Regions from separate parts of the Mustela erminea genome. Here region 2 is linked to region 1. The links are chromatin contacts, called in public Hi-C maps. All regions are on one chromosome and are shown on one strand. Each heading gives the region's core, a stretch centred on a gene start, on an enhancer-like site or on the middle of the called end of the contact. The rest is flanking DNA. Distances are from core to core; before and after follow the strand shown. Region 1 holds the start of TARS2 (threonine--tRNA ligase, mitochondrial). Region 2 holds the start of ENSA (alpha-endosulfine).

Region 1 (5,118 bases), core at 994-3,493:
CTGAGGATTGTCTTCCATATTTTAAAGGGAGCATAAAAATAGCTATTACCTGTCAAGATTGTTCTTGGAATTAAATAGGATAGTGAAGGCATAGCACTTGGCACATAGTAGGTGTTTGGCGATATTCTGGATGGAAGGTAAGAGCAGTTTTAGGGATAAATGTTTCCCGGACAAATGGGTTAAAATTCCCTGAAGCTGAGATAAGGCAGTTACAAATCAGAAATTGTAAAAGAATCACTGATAAATGAATTGGCCCTGGCTGGCTTGCTATTCCTTGCTGGCTGCCTGGCTTGTTTCCTACAAGAAGAATGCAGTAACTCCTGACATTCCTTCCTTCCTCCACTGCAACACAAGTTACACAGGTGATGATGAAGTTGTTGATTGATGGGCATCCCATGAGCCCTCAGTTCAGTGCATTGCACACAGTAAATCAGTACATGTTTGAAGGATGAGAGCAGGGAGCTGCCATAACAGTGTAGCCTGTTTATTCTACCATCCCTCTAGTATTCCAAAGGAGGACGAGGTGGAATGATTAAAGAATGTATGTGTCAATAAATGTATCCTTTGGAGTTTGAAGTCAATACAGTGATTGATACATTCTTAATGCAATGATTATTGAGAACCTATCATTTTGTCACCTGCAATATAATATTCCCATCCCTTTTGGGGCAAAGCCATGGGAAAAGTTCTGCCTGTTGTCCCACTTTCTGATGTCATTTTAAAATCCTGTCTACCTTTTTCCAACCCTCCAGACCGCCCCTCCCACACACAAGTGATTTTCCTCTTCCACAGTTTTGTCTATATCTTTTTGTCTTTCAGGATGTCAGGAGATGGAACCAAGATGCCAAGTGGTGCCTGTGACTCAAGTCAACTACCGTCTACCCCAGAAAGAACTTCTGACCTCTGGAAGCCTAGATTAAACAGCTTTCTCTGACAGCTCTTTCTCCACAATCCTTGATTCCACTACCATTGGAAACTTGAGAACCATCTCCAACCATCCCCACCCCCAGGTGAGGGGACAAAGGAGAGTTATTGAGAACCTTACAGCTGCCCCCAAGTCCATTTCACCTCATACTTGACTACAAATGTGATCGTGTTTCAATTTTTACTGTGCAAAATAAATCAGGTATACCTGGTCCTCTGTCCAAGGTCTTGTGTAGGAAGCAGCTAAGATTCTAGAGTCAGGCACCTCTTTCTGAAGTGATGCGTAGGTATATTTGAGGTAAACTCTATAGAAAGCATAATGTGATAGGAGAGTGTAAGACATGGTTTCAAAATCTAGCATCAGCACTTACTGTTTGACCTTAAGTCACTTAACTTCTCTGACCTTAAATTCTTCCACGTGTAAGATTAAGAGATCTCTAAGGTCCCTCATATGCACTATGACTATGAGGTGATTTAGTTTTTTTTTTTTTTTTAAAGATTTTATTTTATTTATTTGACAGAGAGAGATCACAGTAGGAGAGAGGAAGGGAAGAGATCACAGAGAGAGGAAGGGAAGCAGGCCCCCTGCTGAGCAGAGAGCCCGATGTGGGACTCGATCCCAGGACCCTGAGATCATGACCTGAGCCGAAGGCAGCGGCTTAACCCACTGAGCCACCCAGGCGCCCCTGAGGTGATTTAGTTTAAGTGCCCTCTGCAGATTCGTTGCTCCAGCCCCAACGCTGTTAAATTCATTTATTCTAACAGCTTGTCGCTATTGTAGCCATTACCGTGTACCATGCACGATTTACATGAACTTAACTTCAACAGTTGGAAGTGTTACTAGTATTATTCCCATTTTATAGCTGAGGAAATTGATGCTTAGAAGAAATTAAATAATCTACCTAAAATTACACAGTGAATGGGAGATAGATCCAGGATTGATACTGTCTGGTTCCAAAGACTGCCCTATCTGTGTTCTTACCTGCCAGTAAAGACTACGTAAAAGAAAACCTGTGGTTCAAAGGAAATGACTAGCTAGTCTTTCCCATCTGTTTTTCTCCTACTCTCATTTCTCAAGAGTTTTCCTGCCGCAGTTCTCAAAGCTGCAGGATAGGTAACTGCTACTTTGGGCTAAAACTTCAGGTTTCGGCATTGCTGGTGTGTGTAACAGTTTAGGTCTTCCGCTCGCCCGGAACCACCCACACAGCTGTTTGTGCTGTGTGGGGCATACCTCTTCGGAGATCCTGGAGGTGGTCCCAGACTAGAGTGGCAGCTATAGGAACCAATGGGCCATGGGTATTGTCGGGCCGGAAGCCAATGAGGAGGAATCCGGTGACGGAGAAACGACTGCAATTTGTTTAAGCATGTAGGCACCGGTCTGAAGGAACATGGGGTTTTATCAGAGGTGGCGGCGGCTCCGGCTCCCAGGCTTGCAAACTTGCGTGCTGCACACGGTGCGTGAGGTACCTAAAAGTTATGAGCCGCGTCGCACCCAGCCCTGCTGTGGGTGTAGACTCTAAACCCAGCCTGACATCCCTTACCTCTGCCTTGAGTCGCTGGACCCGGCTACCCTAAGCTCTTAGTTGCAGCCATTTCTCCTAGGGTCGACAGACTGGCGAGCATAGGACTCCCACCCCTGTATGTCGTAGTCCTCTTACAGACTAGGGATTAGGAACCAAGATCACTTCAATATTCTCATCTCCCAGCAGCCCCAGTCCCAGAAAGGAATGATGGGACCCATGTTACCTCCTAACCTCTTTCCTTCCAGGCAGCTGTGCCGACCCCTCCACACTGGTTGACAGAGCGGCTTGGCCTTTTTGAGGAGCTATGGACTGCTCAGGTAAAGAGGTTAGCAAGCATGGCACAGAAGGAGCAGCGGACTATTAAGATATCACTCCCTGGAGGCCAAAAAGTGGATGCTGTGGCATGGAACACAACGCCTTACCAACTAGCCCAGCAGATCAGGTACCAGGCTCATTTTATACCTGCCAGGGTTATCCTTCTTCCTCTGTACTTCGAAGGACTTGAGCAGGAAATGAAAATTCTGCTTGCTTCTATTCCGTCCCTATCAAGATTGCCTTTTCCTGAGGATTCCTTTTTATTTGCATTAGTTTCATAGTGTCTACCCTCCGTTTATTATCCATCGGGAAAAGAAATGATAGGTTTTATTGCTCTGGTGACACCTTTCCCCATTTTCATGTTTGGAGTTGTTGAGAGATAAGTCCCTCTCTTCCCCTGTGGATTGTAACCATGTCTTTTTCTTTATCATCACCCCTCCTTTGGCCAAGTTCAACACTGGCAGATACTGCAGTGGCTGCTCAAGTGAATGGAGAACTTTATGATCTGGAGCGGCCCTTGGAGACAGATTCTGACCTCAGGTTTCTAACATTCAGTTCTGCAGAGGGCAAAGCAGTAAGTCTCTTCCTTTTTGGGAACACCGTGGCAATTCAGCTAAGGGATATACATATATGTAGAGAGAGCTCTAGCTATCTATATATATCTTTATATACTTTTTTCCCTTAATTTAAAATTTTTGTTTATTTGAGGGACAGAATGAATGAAAGATAGAGAAGGAGCAAGGGGAGGGGCAGAGGGAGAAGCAGACTCCCTGCTGAGCTCCCAGAGAGCTAGACGTGGGGCTCGATCCCAGGGCCCCAGGATCATGACCTGAGCTGAAGGTCAACCAACTGAGGCACCCAGGCACCACTCTATGTGTGTGTGTATTTTTTTTTTAAAGATTTATTTATTTTAGAGGGGGAAGGGGGGTGGGGAGAGATGGGAAAAGAGAGAGAAACCCAGCAGTCTCCGTGCAGAGCACAGAACCCAACACAGGGCTCCATCTCAGGACCCTGAGATTACAACCTGAACCAAGAATCAGATGCTTAACCAACTGTAACACCCAGGTGTCCCTAAACTAAGGGATATTTAAGTGGGCATATTTCTAGTATTTTGCCTCAGTTTCTCCATTTGCAGCTGGGACAGAGACATAACACACTCTGCTTGTCTTAACTGGACCTGGCTAAGCCAGAAACTTAGGAAACCAAGTCTATTAAGTAGACATCATTTGTACTAGTAAAAAGGAGAGATCATAAGCTGAAAATAGAAAGGTAATGCTGAAAATAGAAAATAGAAAGTTTAGTCCTTGCAACTCTACAGACATACGTTACAAGTTATCTGTAGCATGTATTTTTTAATTCTTTTTTTTGAAGATGATTTATTTATTTACTTATTTGAGAGAGAGAGAGAGATTGAGAGAGAGCATGAGCAGGGGAGAGAGGGAGAAGCACGTTCCCCACCAAGCCAGGAACCGGAGCTGGGGCTCAGTCCCAAGACCCCGGGATTATGACCTGAGCTGAAAGCAGATGCTTAACTGGCTAAGCCACCCAGGTGCCCCTACATTTTTTAATTCTAACTTGACTTGCACAACTGAGCACACAACTGGCCTCCTTCCCACTTTGTCGTCTTCATGTCAGCTTAGGTAAAATAGAGCTCATCTGTTAGGATCCAGAAAAATGGAATTTTGTCACCTATGTATAAAAGGTGATCAAATCCTGGAGGAGGGGTTGCATCACATTAGATTTCTGGAATGGTAAAAAATAGAACTAAAAGACCAAACAGAGCCCTTAGGAACTACCATCTTAATCTGAAGCCCTAAAAGGGGATGTTGTAAGAGCAACAAAAGAAGCCTGGGCTCCTGCTTCTATGCTCTAGGACTGGGAAGCACTGAGGAGTGGGGCAGGGGGCTACTGTCATCCGTGCATTGCTTATACTAGCCTTTTGTTTTCTATTCAGTTTTTTTTTTTTTCTTTTACTATTTAGTGTTCACCTCCAAGGTCAGGTTCCCCATTTTGTGGTAGTTTTTTCTGGAAGAGCCTTACTGGTTTCACACCAGCTTCTCTGAGGAGAGGATCAGAGAGTGAGGGGTTAAAGGAGATGATTATGAACTCCTTTCTTGTGAACCCAGGTGTTCTGGCACTCCAGCACCCATGTCCTGGGGGCAGCAGCTGAACAACTCCTTGGTGCTGTCCTCTGCCGAGGTCCAAGTACAGAATATGGCTTCTACCATGATTTCTTCCTGGGAAAGGAGCGGTAAGTAGTGCAAAGAAAGAGAACGATTCTGGGGTGCTTTCTTTTTTAGATATTTTACCGTATTTTATTTCATTTTTTGACTTTTTGGAGTGTAATTGACAAAGT
Region 2 (5,327 bases), core at 478-2,977, 130 kb after region 1:
TTCTATTATCTAATAACTTTTATACTATTAATTTTTCCTAGTGATCTACCTCTTGTAAACATTGTTTCTATTCTGCTCCCAAATAAAGCTAGAACTTTGTTCAATCGATGAAGTTCAAGATGACTGTATTGTGAAGAAACCCAGACAAAGAGAGAAAAAAGCTAACCAGGGCTTCTGGTAACCCAAGATGAATAGGAAAGTTCCCTGGCTGTCCCTAACATGCAGTACAGGTCAAACATAAAATTAAATGGGATAATTCTACTGAGATGTTCTCTTTTCCAGAGTCTAAGGTAATCATCTGATGAGTCTCTCTATGGAGGAGACTAGCGCTATGTGGCCTCCAAAAATCTCCATCTTAGTAATGGAACAACATTGCTTCAGCATTTCCATAAACATTAGGTAGGAAGGTGACAGGTATACAGAGATGAAAATGACACTATTTTTAAGCTCAGGAAAATTAAGATATAGGAGGTTCACTAGTATTTACTCACAGTTGTTGCCAAAAAGTCAACACCTTCCCAAGTGGGCCAAGTGATGGAAGTTTGAGGAACATGTCAAGAGCATTCAATTGGTTTGCAGGAGGGTCACACTGTTGTTATTACTCTTTTGCTTTTTGTGAGCCCCGATGCTCTTTTCTTTCGTGGCTTTTTTTAAAAAAGGACCTAAAGCCAAATTTGTGGCTCTTTTAATGCAATTACATTCCCTTCCCTTGACAATCCGGCAGTTATAACCAGCTGCCTTTCACGAACCTCTGAGCCCCGTACTAAATGTTGTAAGTCAGATACAAGCCCCAATAAGAGATTTACGTGGGGTATTTTCACCAGAGAACTGTGGGTGAACTAAGTTCCACCACCCTGGAAGTCGGGGTGGTGGTGGAAAGAGGGTGGCGTCTTTCTTGTCACGACTCTTTTGCTGTCTTTTCTAGGTTTAACCTCCATTATTCTTTATGGAACTCTAGTCCTCTTCAAGCCTATTCGTTCCTGACTTGAGGGTGGGGAACCGACCATCCCTAACCGTCAAAATAGGTGTCTCGAGAAAGTTGCCGCCTTAAACTAGCCATAGTAATTACTACTTCTCTCTTTTCGGTGCCGATCTTTTAAACGTCTTTACCTCCACCTCTAGCTTTCTGAAGCGAGGCCCTGGCCTGGGTTGTTGGGTCATTTACCCCCATAGACCAATAACACACATCGCTTCCCAGTACCACCGGCCCCCTTTCATTCACCCAGTGTTTCCAAACACCCGCCCCGTGCCCAAGCTTGGCCAATGACAGCACAGCTTCAATAAGTAGAGCGGTAGGCCTATTGGCTAATCAGGAAGAGCAAGGCACTGACTGATAATGGGCCCAACCAATCAGCGCCAGAGCTGCAAGCTGTGTTGAAGCTCACCCGGCGTGATGCAAGTAGTGGCCAACCCCTGTAGAGCTTGAGACCATGGCGACCAATCCGCACTGGTGGGAGACCGTCTCCCGCCCCTCACAGTCGCCCCCGACTCGCCCGCCCGCACCCCCTCCATTTCACCTGCTTCTCCTCGCCGGTCTCCTCCGCAGGGTTCTCCTCTTCTTGTTTCTGGGACATGGCGGGACCAGGACTGTGGAGTGTAGGGGGCCCGGGAAGTCAACCGGAGAAGGGAAGGGGGAGGGGAAACGGGGACAACCTGCGCTGCTGCTTCAGCTCCTGTCACTAGGGTTGCTCAGTCAAAATGGCGGCCCCTGCCTGTGACGTTGTGTCCGCCCCTTCCAATGGGAGCCAATGAGAGTGGGGTAGCTGGGACAATGACGTAACGATCTACCAATAGTTACTGGCTAAAGGTGGATTCTTTGGAGGCGACAGGCAAGCTGGAACACCAATCTGGAATGAGAGTGAGCCCCAAGGACCAATTGGAAGCCCGTGGGGGATCCTAGGGGCGGTGCTGCTAGCCTTGGCATTTTTGCTCCTTTGGTGGGACCAGATTTCCATCCGCTCTAGCACTCGGTTTCCGGAAGGCTTTGCTGGGCTTCGAACTGGAGAGCGGAAAGGATGGCGACCTTTTACTTTCAGATGGAGAGGATTAAGCTTTGCGCAGTGTTAGCAGAAAACTATCAATCTCCAGAAAATAATTTGGAGGTCAGGGTGCACCTTAAGTTGGTACTGATCACTATTGCAGATGTACTTGGCGTGTGGAACGGAGAGACTGGGACCCCCAAACCAAGTTGTCTTGCACAGATGACTTTATGTTCCATGATTTAACTCATCTGTACAGTTTTATACTTGTTCAAGGTCAGCCCATGGAGAATAAGTTCTTGAAACGGAAAGCACAGTTCTAGGTACATGGTAAACATTTAGTAAATACAGTTAACATTAGTTAACGTATCCTGAGTCACAGTTCAACAGTATTTGAGTGTTTGTGTGTAGATGGTAATGTATTAGTTTTACAGCGGTACATACAGAGTAAGACAGTCTCTGCCCTTAGAAAGCTTAGTTTAGTGGGCATGAGGGGAGGGTTTTCACAGTGTGCCAGGTGTAGTCTAAATCCCTAAGACGAGATTTTAGACATATCTTACTGGAGCCTTAGTCCACAGTTTTATATTAAAAACAAACATTAGTTTAAGACTGATAACACTGCAAAAATTCATACTAAAATTTAATTTTCCAGGCAGCTTCTTGTGACAGTCTTGGGGCTATCTCCTCAATTTTCTGTATAATTAGGTGTACTTCTGGAAAAGTCTGGAAGCACTGTAAATCACAGATTATTATAGAAGGCAAAATCTGGTAAGCATTGAAATAAAAGTGTTAAAGTGCTTATAGGGGTTCAAAGGAAGACTAATTCAGTTTAGATTCCACACCCCCAGCCCCCAAAAAGACTTCATGAAGGAGGTGGTATTTGAAATAAGTTTTTTTTTGTTTTGTTTTGTATTCAAAGAAAGAATGTACTGCGTGGGGGAAGAGGCAGAGATAGAATCTTAAGCCGGCTCCATATCAGTGCAGAGCCTGAAGTGTGTTGGGTGGGGAGGCTCCATCCCATTACTCCAAGATCATGATTGGAGCCAAAATCAAAAGCTGGACCCTTAGCCAACTGAGCCACCCATGCACCCCAGAAATAAGTTTTGAAGAACTTAGCAGTTTGCTGGGTAAAGATGAAGGCAAGAAGGGTATTCTAGGTACAGGGCTCAAAATGAAGGCCAGAAAAACAGAATTGAATGCAGATATGTAGGGCTTTAAATGCCAGGATAAGGAACTTGTGAATAATTTAGTAAGCCATCTGAGACATTTAATATTTTTAGGCCAGAGAGTGGCAGATCAGAACTGCCCTTTAGGAAGATTAATGTGGAGGTAATGAATAAAAATAATTCAGAATTACAGGCAGAAAGACACCAGAGACCTGGCCCTCTAGCCAGGAGTGTACTGCAATATTCTAGGTGGGAGATAATTGGGATTTAAACTAGAGAGTGCAGTGCTTGCTTCGGCAGCACATATACTAAACTAGAGAGTGTAGAAAACTGAATCTAACTGAGAAAGTCTTTGGCAATGGAGTATTTGGGATTAACAGCTGAATGCATATAGGGAATTTGGACCCCATGTGCTTCAGGATTACTACAGAAACAATAAATTCAAGAAGAAGGGTGCCTGGGTGGCTCAGTCACTAAGCATCTGCCTTTGGCTCAGGTCATGATCCCAGGGTCCTGGGATCGAGCCCCGCATCAGGCTTCCTGCTTGGTGGGAAGCCTGCTTCTTCCTCTCCCACTCCCCCTAATTGTGTTCCCTCTCTCGCAGTGTCTCTCTTGTCAAATAAATAAAATCTTTAAAAAAAAAAATTCAAGAAGAGGAGTCAATGTGGGAATGGAATTGGAAATAGACATAAAATGAGGTATTTCATTTTGACTTTTTAAAACCAGTGGGCCATTTTGTGGAGATATCCAGGCAATGAAGCCTTAGATAAAGACCTCTGAGATCTCCTCCAGAGCTAAATATTTAGAGGTCTAGGAAATGTAGACCTAGAGTTTGGGAGAAAAGTAGAAGGTAATTATGAATAAAACTTCTTAATATAAATGTAAATAAAGTTGTGGAAGCAGATGATATCACCAAAGGAGAAAGAGATAAAGAGCCCCAAAATGGAAACCTGGGCAAAATGTGGCGAGGGACACAGACACACAAGATCAAAGGGGTAAGGAGAAGAACAAGGAAAAAAGTGACACAGAAATTAAAGATGGAGAGGTCAGGGGCACCTGGGTGGCTCAGCTGGTTAAGTATCCAAGTCTTGATTTCACTTGGGTTAGATCTCGGGGTCCTGGGATCAGGCCCTGTGTCACCCCCAACTTCCGTTGAGCTCTGTGCTTGGCAGGGGCTCTGCTTGAGGATTCTTTCTCTACCTCTCCCTCTGCCCCTCTCCACAGCTTGTGTGTGTGTGTGTGTGTGTGTGTGTGCGTGCGTGTGGGTGTACATGCTCTCCCTTTCTCTCTAGAGTGAATAAATAAATCTTAAAAAAAAAAAGATGGTGGGGACAAAACTACTTGCATGTGGTTAAAGAGTGAGGAAGTGGTAACAGTATTGAACAGTAAGGCAAAGAAGGGAATCATAGCAATGAACTGAAGAGGGAGCAGTAGAGGATTTTCTTTTTTGGAAAACAGTAAAGATTCAAGCATGTTTTCAGAAAAGGCAAGGGTCTAATTGAGAGAAACTGAAAATGTAATTATCCATTTTAAAGAGGAGATAGTGAAAAAATTAAAGTCTCAGAGGAGACCATTAGATCAAGAGGGAAAGAGGCAGACAGGCTGGAAGGGAAATGTACAGAGAGATCTTGAAGTAGCTAAACATTTAGGGAGGTCACATTGAATGGCCTTGCTCTCTGAGATCAATCTTTGGAGAATAAAAGGGATGGAAGGGTGGGATAGAGAATCTAGGGAAAATGGGGGTAGAAACAGCACTATAGAAAATAGCAATGGTTCAAAACGGCAAGAAAGATCTGAGATTGGATGGGTATGCTTTTGTAATAGTCCTAATCACCGGGGCTTTGGTCAGTAACTCCTGACTGCTTTGGAATGGAGAAAACAGACATCCTGTTAACAAGGGCAAAGGACTGCAAAAGAAGGAGCAGTGGAGGAAGGACAATGAGGAAGTCTAGATTGCTTTGCTGGTTTGTTGGTCATCTAGGCTTTTCAGGAAAGACAGAATAGAAAGGAGATGAAGAACTGGCCATGACACAGATGAAGCTCAGATTTGGTGGGAATAACAGGAGGTGGCAGAAGAGTAGGAGGTTGCAGTGAGAGGGGAATTTCACTGTGTATCTAAGAAGGTGGAGAAATTATAGGTTATGATGAGCTCTAGTCTATAATTATAATTGATGGCAGATAT

What was found. A called contact is a pair of places that touch in the nucleus more often than the background predicts.
Region 2: a Hi-C map of skeletal muscle shows a contact between it and region 1, with 13 times the contacts expected there. The contact joins the promoter of ENSA here to the promoter of TARS2 in region 1. A contact is called at or near these places in 3 of 3 Hi-C or Micro-C datasets (fibroblasts, skeletal muscle and spleen).

The regions. Positions count from the first base shown.
Region 1 is chr10:1,185,480-1,190,597 of mMusErm1.Pri, forward strand. TARS2 (threonine--tRNA ligase, mitochondrial) reads left to right here and starts at 2,244. Exons shown (of 18, transcript XM_032360829.1): 1 at 2,244-2,378; 2 at 2,693-2,889; 3 at 3,213-3,336; 4 at 4,889-5,013. The coding sequence starts at 2,313.
Region 2 is chr10:1,318,815-1,324,141 of mMusErm1.Pri, forward strand. It overlaps ENSA (alpha-endosulfine), which reads right to left and starts at 1,728. Exons shown (of 4, transcript XM_032302196.1): 1 at 1,518-1,728. The coding sequence starts at 1,574.